2 separate regions of the Ovis aries genome follow, and region 1 is linked to region 2. A link is a contact called in public Hi-C data. All regions are on one chromosome and are shown on one strand. The core of a region is the stretch at or near the end of the contact, and the rest is flanking DNA. Distances in the headings are between cores, read along the strand shown.

Region 1 (6,561 bases), core at 1,260-3,759, 150 kb before region 2:
TATTCGTATTTTACAGACCACCATTGCTCTTCTACGTCCACAGCAAGCTCTGTCCCAAAGGAACCAGAAAGGCCTCTCAGCACTGTAAGTACCCCTGGGGCCCCAGGCACAGAGGTACTGATATAGAACCTGCACACAGAAGTGTTCTCGAAGGAAAATTCAGACAGCATTACTTGATATGAATATTTCATTAAGAAACTAACTGGGAATTCACTTCAGTTCAGTTGCTCAGTCATGTCCAACTCTTTGCGACCCCGTGAACTGCCGCACACCAGGCCTCCCTGTCTATCACCAACTGCCAGAGTCTACTCAACCCCACATCCATTGAGTGGGTGATGCCATCCAACCATCTCATCCTCCGTCATCCCCTTCTCCTCCTGCCCTCAATCTTTCCCAGCATCAGGGTCTCTTCAAATGAGTCAGTTCTTCACATCAGGTGGCCAAAGTACTGGAGCTTCAGCTTCAACATCAGTCCTTCCAATGAACACCCAGGACTGATCTCCTTTAGGATGGACTAGTTGGATTTTCTTGCAGTCCAAGGGACTCTCAAGAGTCTTCTCCAACACCACAGTCCAAAAGCATCAATTCTTCTGGTGAATTACGAGTCTTCAAACTAGAAGTAGTTAGAAACTTAGCTTTCAGTACTCAGCTCAGTTCATAAAGCACGAATGAATGAGTTCATTTTTGTGTGATTAGTTACTAACATTTCCACTTTTCTGGAGTAGTAGAATTATTAAACTTACTTGTTTGTAGCTGATTGGCTACAAAGCAGTCACTGACATTACCATGTGAGTAGTAAGGTCACACTAACATGAAGAAAGCTTAAATCTGTTAAAGGTCAGAGCCCGCCTTTTGGAGAAAACACCTTGACAACAGAATGGAGTTTGCAGTCAGAGCAGTTCGTAGAAAGAAATTAGGCAGTTGCTTGGATTAGGGGATGGAAAATAGGGTTTGGTTGCTAAAACCCTGGCTCCCTGTCCCCCGAAGCCAAACAGAAATACAATACAGAAAGACAGAGCTTCAAGGAAACAGGAAAGAGTGGCTTCAGTGTTTTTCCCAGGCAACAGGGAAACGCAGAAGGCTAGCGCCTCAAGAATTGCGCCCCCTCTCAAGAATGGGGCGAGGTTTTGATATTCTCATGGAGGCCCTGCCTTTTTTTTTGCAAAGTTTCAAAACGCCACAGTTAGCATCAGGCAACTCAGCAACTGCGACTGGTGTCCCTAAAGTTACAGGCCCATTACCTTCTTTCTGAAATACAGAATGCTACAAGAGAGTCAACCCACTCCAGTACTCTCGCCTGGAAAATCCCATAGACGGAGGAGCCTGGTGGGCTGCAGTCCATGGGGTCGCTAAGAGTCGGACAGGACTGAGCGACTTCCCTTTCACTTTTCACTTTCATGCACTGGAGAAGGAAATGGCAACCCACTCCAGTGTTCTTGCCTGGAGAATCCCAGGGACAGCAGAGCCTGGTGGGCTGCCGCCTATGGGGTCGCACAGAGTCAGACACGACTGAAGCGACTTAGCAGCAACAGCAGCAAGAGAGTCGGACACTACTGAGCGGGTGAACTGCACTGACAAGAGAGTACAGGGGAGAAGAAGGCCAGGTGCAGAGTATAATCTACAGAGTCAAAGAGTAACCCACTTTGTCAAGGACGGGTCCAGCTACAAATGTTTGTTAGCAGTAACCGCTGAAGAAACAAGCAACATTGTTTAACTCTTGGCTGGTATGTGCCAGAGTCCCTTCACTCATTTCTGGTTTTGCTCTAACTGTGGACCTGAGAAATACTTAGAAAGTAGAATTGACAGGACTGGGTAACCAATAGGACACGGAAAGCTAAGGGATGATGAAAAATCAGGAAGATTTTCCCAGGCTTCTGGGCAGGTAACTCAATAGATGCTACTCTCATTTTCTGAGAGGCAAAGAGAAAGAACCTGGACCTGAATATTTCAGATGTCTGCAACCTCCCTAACAAAATCCGGCTACTCCAAAAGCTCCTGTTTCGGCTTGCATATCCCTTTAACTGAAGCTTCCCTGGTGGCTCAGTCAGAGGTAAGGAATCCGCCTGCAATGCGGTAGCCCTGGGTCCGATCCTTGGGTCGGGAAGACCCCTGGAGAAGGGAACGACCTACCCACTCCAGTACTCTGGCCTGCAGAACCCCACCCACCCCTTCAACGGCCTCCATGCAGTGGCCTGACTGCTTCAGCCGGCAAACCACGAAGAAGACTCTTCTCGCCAGAGGGAGCCCTTGCGCTCGACCTCGAAGATGGGCGGTGGGCCCAGTAAACCGGAAGCTTTTCACTCCCTAAAGTCCCCGCCCCTCAAGGTGTCATGGTGGCTCCGCCCCTAAACCCCACAGCGGGGGGCCGAAAAGCGCCCGACCGCAGACTCCGCCCCGCGGGAAACGGCCGCGGCCGCGCGAAGGCGCAGTCCCCGCGAGATCGCGTCAGGCGACACCGCCCGGGGGGCGGGGCTTCGCCTACGCCGGGGCGGGCTGCCGCGTCACGGGACCGCTGGCCAATGGGCGCGCGCCGCGGAGAGTTTGAACGCGGACGGCGGCGCGACCCGAGGTCTGAGGCTGGGGTCCCGGGGGTCCCGGCGCGCGCGGCTCGGCCTTCCCGCGGAGCGTGGTGTGAGCAGAGCGACAGCTGCGGCGGAAGCCGTGGCCCAGGTACCGTTCCCGGCGTCCCGCGAGAGGCGGGTCTGCGGGCCTCACGCCCGCCAGCCCCGGCTGCCTTCTCCGGGGAGGGGGCCGCGGCTTTCCGGCCCCACGGTCGTCGAGCCGCGCCCCCCGCCGCGGGGTCTCCCGGTCCTTCTCGGTCGGCGGCCAGAAGCTCGGGCCTGGGGCCGGCCCGGCCGGCGCCCCTCTCCGAGTTCCTCCTCTGCTCAGTGGAGCCTGAACCTCCCGCCCCGCGGAGATCGGGAGGTGAAGCGTTCGCGGGATTTGAAGCCCAGGCTCGAGCGGAAGGGCCCGCAGGCCGGCAGCCTGAGCTAGTGGCGTCCTTCGCTTTGGCCGCTTCTCCCTCGGGAGAAGCCGCACTGGCCGGTCTTCCCGGCCGCCCAGCGGCAGGGGCGACGGGTGGAGAGCTCCCGCCCTGCTTCTCTGGAATCCAGACCCCTAAACCCCAGTCCAGGGCGGCCCTATCCTGACTTCTCCAGCCCTGCTGGCCGCCACACCCCCTCTTAAGACCGTCGGCCCAGGCGGGAAGGAAACTTCTGACGGGGCTCATCTCCTTTTTAGTTTTAAGTTGACTTAATGTACGAACGAAAATTTTTAAGATAGACTGTGCTTTTAAAATAACTAAGCCAACTTGCTTAGTTGCCTAATTTGTCTGGCTCGCAAACATCTCCAGGTTTGAACTAAAGAAACTTCCTTGTGGTAGGTAGGGTGTTTTATACATCCTACTTAATGTCAGCGCTTTAAAAATAGTAGTTGTCTTGGCTGTCCTGGAAACATCCCAGTATATATATCTGTATTGGCAGAAAAAATAGTTAAATGAAATCTACAGTATCCGTATTTAAGAGCCCAGAGGAAAATAAGGAACGCCTGGAGAAAATACTCAAGAAAATGTAAGGTTCAGGAAAACATTTGACAAACTCAGAGGAGATGAAGATGTGCTTTGTAGTGAAAACTTATGTATATAGATTGCCATAGGAAACTAGAAATTTTTTTTTGTAATTTTAAGATCTGCAAAGTACAATGTAGGGCAAAAGGTGTTCATGCAAAGTAGTCTGTATTTAGTAGCAAAATACTGATGCCATCATAGTGCCTAGTATATAGTAAGCTCCCAGTATTTGTTACAGAATTAATAAGTGGCATGTTACAGAGTCTTTAGGTTGGAAATCTTATTGATTAAACCTTTCCTATAGAGTACCTGAGGAGGATAAAATTGTGCCGCAGATATTAATGTAATTTAAAAGCTGCAAAATGTAGGTTATTACCAGATTAGCTATCTATTTTGGGCTGATTCTGCAGTTACAAAGGCTCTAATCATTTTTTATGGACAGCCTGTGTTTTCAATTTTGTTTTATATTTGATACCACACCTTCAAAAATTAAATTATTTGTTATTTTTAAAGTCCTAGAGCAGAAGATGGCCAAGGAGAGATGCCTCAAAAAGTCTTTTCAAGATAGTCTTGAAGACATAAAGAAACAAATAAAAGAGAAAAGGAGTAAAAATTTGACAGAGATTAAACGAAAGTCTTTGATCATTGCGCCATGCCAAACAATCAGTAAGAGACTTTCATGCTTCCTGTACATCACTTTTTAAGATTAGATTTAATTACCAATAAAAAAATTTTTGTTTTCTTTTAGCCAACACTTCCAAAGTGCTAAGCTATGAAGACAACAACAGAATGTTAGCCTTAGCTTTGGAAAATGAAAAGTCCAAATTGAAAGAAGCCCACGATGTCATCTTAAAGCTGAGGAGAGAATGTTACTTCCTCAGCTATCAGCTGTACACACTGAAAAATAAACTTATGTCACAACAGACAGAAGAACCTGCTCAGGTATTTTCATCGGGAAGGCTGGATTTCTTAGGAAGAAAATGTTAAAGCCTTAAATTAGCAATTTAGAGCAATCGTATTTTTTACATTAATTGTACTGATAGCTCTGTTATTTGTGAGTTGGTCAGAACGTCTTTTCTCAGTGCCCTAGCCCCGTAGCTGTGTGTGGCCAGTTAAGAATGCTTCAAGCATACTGGTGATACTCCTATGACTTGCTTCCGAAAGGGTGCAGCAAGACAAGGCATAAAAGAAACAGTTTAGCCTCTTGCATGGCCAGGCCCTTCGAACGGTCAGCAAAGTGAGTCAGAGGGAGGGCAAGTGAGCTGAAGGTCTGGGAGTGGTGGTGGAAGCCTCGTGGCGCAGAAGTGTTAGTCAGTGCTGTCAGTCTTAGCTTTCCTATGTGGCTTCGCTACACCAGCGGGGTTATTTAAGGACTGCCTTAACTGGGGAGATGAGAAGTAGGTAAGTACTTTATGGAGAATCGTTTTTACCTACTAGTTGGCTAACTTAGGACAGATCAGTTCAGTCGCTCAGTCGTGTCCGACTCTGCAACACCATGAACCGCAACACGCCAGGCCTCCCTGTCCATCACCAACTGCCGGAGTCTACCCAAACCCATGTCCATCGAGTCAGTGATGCCATCCAACCATCTTATCCTCTGTCATCCCCTTCTCCCGCCTTCAATCTTTCCCAGCATCAGGGTCTTTTCCAGTGAGTCAATTCTTCACATCAGATGGCCAGAGTATGGGAGTTTCAGCTTCAGCGTCAGTCCCTCCAGTGAATATTCAGGACTGAGTTCCTTCAGGACAACTATACATTAACTGCCGAACAAGAAATATCTTGAACATTTTGCTGTCAGCTTTTAATCTGATTCTGTTTGTGTCCAGGGATGTTTAGAAAGGCCAGCTAAAACAACACACGGAGGAGGTTTGGTTTCGGATCTTCTGTGGGTCAGTCTCTCCTCTCATTTTCCTAAAGGCCACTGCCAGGGACACTCCATGGGGCAGAGAAGAAGCCACGTGGAAACACTTAGGTGTCCGTCTGTTTGCCACACCAGTGAAGACAGCTGTGCTGGCACCTAGGGCAGCAGAAGCCGGAGCCTAGTGCTTGGGGGGGGGTGGGCTCAAGAGAGGAGTTAAGTCCTCTCTCCACCTAGAGGAGGGGTCAGTGAAAGGGGTCCTGCTTCCCTGCAGCTAAGGTGACTCCGTGTCTCTTCTGTGCATAATGCATAGAATGCACACACACACGCACGCGATGTGTGCATTGTAGTGCGGTAGAGAGTCACCTGTAAAGGTTAGATTTTTTTTCTTTTTAGCCTTTGTGTAAGGGTTAGATTATTAAAAAAAATTTTTTTTCCCTCAAAATGTAATCTTTCCTAATATTTTTTCTTGTTTGGTTAACTAGTGAGGAAAAACATTTCTCCAGAGACATTTGAATCTTCCTCTTCCCTTTCCAGATTTTTGCTGAAATCACACAGAATAGTGTGAAGTGAATATTCAATAAGATAATCACAAAAACTGGTGAAAAGTTCTTTTATTATAGACCTTTTCACATTGATCCATGGTTTTTTAGTAATAGAAAGCGCTGGTTGCTCGGTGAGAGCGTTCTTAGCATTTAAAGCATCAGTTTGTTTTCTGCCACCTTTGATGTGCCGCTCGCTCTCGGCCATCGCCTACTTGTGCGTGCTTGTTTATCAAGTCAGTTTGTAGTGACAGAGAAGCTTAAAGTGCTTTAGTAAGAATTTTTTATTTCTTGACTGCCAATAATTATCTTGCCTTTTAAGGATTAATCAGAAAGTACCAATAGCGTTTCTTAGGTTTTATTATGGATCTTGTAAAATTTTATATCTGTAAATATCCTCCTTTATTTACTTTCAGTAATGCTAGCTTTAGAACATTAGCTGTATTGCTAATCACTCAAAACTTTTATTAACAGGATTAAATTTCCAGTTTTATTTCTGATGAACAGTTTCAACCTATTCATTATAATGTCTGTATATTGTCTGTCCAACAAATTTCATAGAACAACTGCACTGCATTGGAATGACTTTTAAGGAA
Region 2 (5,955 bases), core at 249-2,748:
GGTTCGATCCCTGGGTTGGGAAGGTCCTCTGGAGAAGAAAATGGCACCCAACTCCAGTACTCTTGCCTGGGAAATTCCATGGACAGAGGGGCCTGGTAGGCTACAGTTCATGGGGTCACAAGAGCCGGACACAACCAAGCGACTTCGCTTTTTTTTCCAATGTGCAGCCTAGGTTTGAATCCTTCAAAGGCTATGTTGTTTAGTCCCTGAGTCGTGTCTGACTCTTTTGTGACCCCACTGGACTTTGCCCACCAGGCTTCTCGTCCATGAGATTTCCTGGGCAAGAACACTGCAGTGGGTTGCCATTTCCTTCTCCAGAGGACCTTCTCGACCCAGGGGTCGAGCCTGCGTCTCTGTCTCCTGCTATGGCAGGCCAGTTCTTTGCCACTGAGCCCCCGGGGAAGCTCTCTGATGGCCACATATGCTGTGACTCTCTCCTCTTGGTCTGTGACTTACCTTTGACTCTTAGTCATGTCCTTTAATGATCGGAAGCCTTTCCTTTTAAGATGTAATTTGTCGGTGTTTTAGGTTCATTGCTTCTGTGTGTCCCGTTTAAAAGCTCCTTGCCTAGCCGTGCTCCTAAAGGTGCTCTGCTACACGCTCTGTGAGCTTTGCCGACCTTACCTGTCACACGCACATCTTTTTTGCGTCTCAATAAGTTACTGAGTATAGTGTGAGGTGGCCCTGATCACGGTCATCATCATACTAAACTTTCTCTTTGAATTTTATTTCTAAACCGTCGCGTGAGATGTTCGGAGCAAAAGGAGGGCCTTATTGCATGGCCTTCTAGCTCAGTCTTCACTGAGAGTTCACTGTAGTATTGCCTTTTAAGAATAGTCTTCACGCCCCTATGGAAGATGCGAGCTGCTCAACTCCTTTCTAAAGCAGGACCACCCTTAGCCTCAGGCAAGAGGAGTCCTGTGCTGGGACCCACAGCTCGGAGAATCAGAGTCGCTAACACTCACCTTTTCGTTTGTCCGACTTCCCTGGTGGCTCAGACGGTAAGGCGTCTGCCTACAATGCGGGAGACCTGGATTCCGTCCCTGGGTCAGGAAGGTCCGCTGGAGAAGGAAATGGCACCCCACTCCAGTACTACTGCCTGGAAAATCCCATGGACAGAGGAGCCTGGTAGGCTACAGTCCACGGGGTCGCAGAGTCGGACACGACTGAGCAACTTCGTTTCACTTTCATTTGTCACTTGGTGTGAGCTCCAGACGGTGCAGTCCCGGGGAGCCGAGCACGCACCTTCTGCCCGCAGCAGCAAGCCCGCACTTGAGACCTGGTCCCCGCGTCTCTCGTCCTGGAGCCTGGAAACAGAAGTCGCCCGCATCACAATACTGAGAAGTCTTGCATCCGAACGAGGCACCGTTTGGGAGTTCAGGAAAGTTTTGAGTGGCAGGAATGCTTAGGTAAGAGAAAAGACAAATTAATTAACTTGTCAAATCCTCCTCCTGAGCAGGAATGCAGAAGACTCTTGCGTAACAAAGTGCTGTTTCCCAGAGCGCCGGGCGCCGCTTCCGGCTTCCCTTTGCCTTCAGTTCGCGGTTCTGAAGCTTCTCCTCCAGGAGACCCGCATTCGCTAATGCCTCACAGTGCCTGGACATTTTGTAACGGTAAAGAATTCATGTTGCCCTTAAATGTATGTGCTTATACACCTAAACCTTACATCTGGGAAGCATGAAGTAGATTTTCTTTTCCATTAATAGATGAACTTTTGAGTGCAAAGAATGTGAACAATTTTATAAAATTATTTAAGAAGACATTGAATTTTCTAAAAAGCTAATAAAACAGCTTATTTTAGTATCTTTGACTAAAAATCTGACAGTGATTATGACTTCACTTTGTTTTTTAGTTTTGAAAGGTCACTTTGCCTATGGTAGAAGAAAAATAGCATTTTTTAATGTAAAAAATAGTTTTAATTAAAGCAATTTTATATTCATGTAAATTACCTTTTTAATATAAACATGCATGTAAATTTTATAGACTTTAAATATAATTACATTTTGACCATATGGTTAAGTATTCTTTTGAATTAAAAAAAAAATAAGATAAAAGAAAGTCCACAAGAAAAAGTACTCAGAACATCGTCTGGCAAATGGTGGGTGTTCAAGGAGCATTAGGGCTCCCTTTCTGCCACCCACACCTTTCCCTCTCTCGTCTTAAACTTGACATCAGATTAAACATCCTCTCCCTCCCTCTCTTTTTCCCACTCTCACGTATCCTATTTGGAACTTGGTTGCCTTATGGAAACAAGCCTAAAATTTGGAAGAAAACAGAGCCAGCAGGATTGACGGGAGACCTTAGCAGAGTCTCGCTATGGCTTAATTAAAAGCTCAGTTGTTAGAGATTACCAGTTCTTTTTGCAGAATTCTGACCTACAGCATAAGTCGGGCGCGCTCCCTAGCCTGGTGAGCCATCTTGGGCATCCCAGAGATATGGGTCTGATTAAAGGAATCTAACGGATTCTTACTAACCATTGGGTTTACAAGTTGGGCTGTGAGTCCTCAGCAAACCAAATGAAAGCTTCAGGAAGTTAGCCCTGCCAGCCACATCCTCGCGGCTTCAGGCACACACGTGGAATGTTTTCACAGCTGGAATCCAATTTCTGAGTTGATGTATGAGAAAATCAAATTTGTTCTAGTGCTCAACAATAATAAAGGAAGAAAAACGAACAGTTTGGGGCTTCCCTGGTGGCTCAGTGGGTAAAGAATCCGCCTGCAGTGTGTGACACCTGGGTTTAATCCCTGGGTTGGGAAGATCCCCTGGAGAAGGGACCGGCTACCCACTCCAGTACTGTGGCCTGGAGAATCCCAGGGACAGTCCATGGGGTCGCAAAGGGTCGGACACAACTGAGCAACTTTCACTTTCGCTTTCAACTAACAGCTTAGGTACGCTTACCACCTGATAGGCGCTGCATGAGCCCATTTCTGCAGTGTCCCATCTAATCCTTACCTGGACGTGCAAGCTACTACAGTATCCCCAGCTTAGGGATGCGGAACTTGGGGTTCAGAGAAGGTGAGTAACTTGGACCATCTCTCTCTTGTTCTCAATCACTTTACCTTTCAGATGATGACGATGGTGGCCGCCGCTTTGCTGTTAACTTTTATCAGAGTACAGCTGATTCACAGTTGTGCAAATCGCAAGTGTGCAGCAGAGCAAATCAGTTATCCACTACACACACCCGCTCTTTCTAAGACTCTTTTCCGTGCAGGTGATTGCAGAGCGTTGAGTAGAGTTCCCATGCGCTGTGCAGTAGTTTCCTGCTGGCTATCCTCTGTATATCATGTACAGTAGTGTTAATATTATCACAAATAGTGTAATATATGGTAGTGTTCATAGGTCAGTCTCAGTCTCCAAGTTTACCCCTCACCCCCCTAACCCCTCGGGAGCTATAAGTCCATTTTCTCCATCTGTGACTTTACTAAGTTCATTTTCTCCATCTGCGACTTTACTTCTGGTTTGTAAATAAGTTCCTTTGTACCCTTTTTAAGATTCCAGATGCAAGTGATACCATGCATCTGTCTTCCTGTGTCTGACTCGCTTCACTTGGGATGACAGTCTCTGGGTCCGTCCGTGATGCACATGGCATTGTCTCACTCTTTTCACGGCTGAGTGATATTCCAGCACGTCTGTGTGACACGTCTTTATTCATTTCTCTATGCGTGAACATTTAGGGTGCTTCCATGCCCTGGCTCTGATAAACAGTGCTGCAGTGAACATTCGGGGTGCGTGTATTTTTTGGAATTATGGTTTCCTCTGGATATATCCCCACTCCAGTACTCTTGCCTGGAAAATCCCATGGACAAAGGAGCCTGATGGGCTGCAGTCCATGGGGTCGCTAGGAGTCGGGCACGACTGAGCGACTTAACTTTCACTTTTCACTCTCATGCATTGGAGAAGGAAATAGCAACCCACTCCGGTGTTCTTGCCTGGAGAATCTCAGGGATGGGGGAGCCTGGTGGGCTGCCGTCTATGGGGTCGCACAGAGTCGGACACGACTGAAGCGACTTAGCAGCAGCAGCTCGATATATGCTTAGGAGTGGGATTGCCCAGTCGTATGGTATTTCTATTTTTAATTTTTCAAAGAGCCTTCATATTGTTCTCCATAGAGGCTGCACCAGTTCACACTCCCAACAACAGTGTAGGACTGTTCCCTAATAGTGGCTACTATTTCCTGAGGGCTGACTAGGGGCCTAAACATGTGTTATAACAAATTTAATGCTTTACTAACCCCACTGGAAGCACTTAGGAGTCCCGTCTATAGGTGGAGATTCTTCAGCGGTGGCCCTCGGCATCAGGTGGAACACAGTAGCAGTAACCAGGGCAGGCTCCGCCCCGCCCCTCTTTCCTGCGCAGAAAAGGCTGTTTTTCACCCTAGGTAGCACTAGTCAGTGTAACTTTCTGTGACAATGAAAATGTTCCATGTTAGCACGGTCCAACCTGGCAGCTGTTGACCAGGTGTGGCCACTGAGCGTGTAAAACATGGCCAATGACACTGAGGAGCTAAAGTGCTAACTTGCTGTTACTAGTTAAGTTTAAAGAGCATACCCGGCTGGTGGCTGCCACAGCGGACGGCACAGAGGGTAAGTGCCCGGCGCTCAGGTTCCCGACAGAATCGAAGAGACCCTCACGCGCTCCTTTCTCTTAGTTCTGCCGTGGCTCAGCCTCTGGGGCCGGGCTCGTCAGACCAGGAACTCAGGGACAGGGAGAAGCGTCAGGGTCTTTCTCACTCCCTTTATTCAAAGCTAATTACCTACAGGGAATTCCCTGGTGGCCCAGTGCTTAGGCTCTGCACTTTTTGCTGCCGAGGGCTCGGGTTCAATTCCTGGTCCGGGAACTGAGCTCCCGAAAGCCATGCTCCTGGCCCAAAACAAGCAAAACCATTTAAGTGCTCGAACACTGCCTTCACATGTGCGCTTATTTATTTATTATCTAATACATGCTTGTGGAACTCCCCTCTCAGGCCAGGCGTATCTGCTTATTCTAAGTCTATGCACTGGCTCCGGTTAAAATGGCAGGCAGGCAGGACTGGAGAGACAGACGCTAATTCAATCATCACACAAATGCATCCGTAGAAACTCAAATAAAGGCAAAGTGCCAGGAGTCGTGAACGCCTCTGACAAGGTCAGTGGAATCGTGCGAGGCATCAGAAACGCTCTTCTGCTGGTGCTCAAGTTCAGCTTGTGAAAGCGGTGCTTTGGCTGAGAAGCTAGGAATGAGTTGGGACTAACTGAGTGGCAGGGAGAGAGTCATTCAGAGTGGAGGGGATGCATGGAGGGGAATCCATGGAGGGGATGCATGCATAGTCCTGCGGTGTGCAGAGCACGACCGTGTCTAAGGGACTTTCAAGAAAGGGGCAGTATGCCTTTTTCTGCTTTTAAAAAATAAGGGATATGGATTTGTAAAAAACAGAAAAGATACTCTGTGTGTGTGTGTGTCAACAGAGAAACATCCCCTGACGACCACTTTTTACTGACGGAGTCGTAGAAGGGGTGGACACTTGCTACAACTGCAGATTGTATAAATGTGCGATAAGAGCATTTGTTTCTTTAAAAACAATCATACAAAATAAGGACAGGGACCTCAGGGGATTCCCTGGCCGTCCAGTGTTAGGACTTGGTCACTGCCAGCTGCCGGGGTTCCACCTGTGGTTAGGGAACCAAGATCCCACAAGCTGTGTGTGATGCAGGAAAAAAAACACAAAAACAAAAAACACCTGTTATTTGTTTGTTTTTTAATCAAAAATAAAAGAAAAGGAGGGCCGGGCGAGGAGGAAGGCTAAAGCTTTCCAGGCCCTTCATCTCCCACATGGGGGCTTCTGACCTTTATCCTGAGAGCAAGGGCTGCGTCCTGGGACGGTTCAAGTAGAGAAGTGATGTGATTGGGAAATAAAACCCAAGCCAACCAGAAGCAGCTTGGCTTTTCACGAGGGCCACCTGTCCCATCCTCCCCTCC

The links. Hi-C and Micro-C count contacts between places; a contact is called where the count stands out from the background.
Region 1: a Hi-C map of hypothalamus shows a contact between it and region 2, with 3 times the contacts expected there. The contact joins the promoter of SGO1 here to the promoter of KAT2B in region 2. A contact is called at or near these places in 5 of 16 Hi-C or Micro-C datasets (blood, hypothalamus, liver and 1 more).

What each region holds. Positions count from the first base shown.
Region 1 is chr1:278,417,575-278,424,135 of ARS-UI_Ramb_v3.0, reverse strand. SGO1 (shugoshin 1) reads left to right here and starts at 2,509. Exons shown (of 8, transcript XM_027962110.3): 1 at 2,509-2,670; 2 at 4,079-4,231; 3 at 4,314-4,507. The coding sequence starts at 2,520.
Region 2 is chr1:278,268,718-278,274,672 of ARS-UI_Ramb_v3.0, reverse strand. KAT2B (lysine acetyltransferase 2B) reads right to left here and starts at 1,498. Exons shown (of 19, transcript XM_060406810.1): 1 at 966-1,498.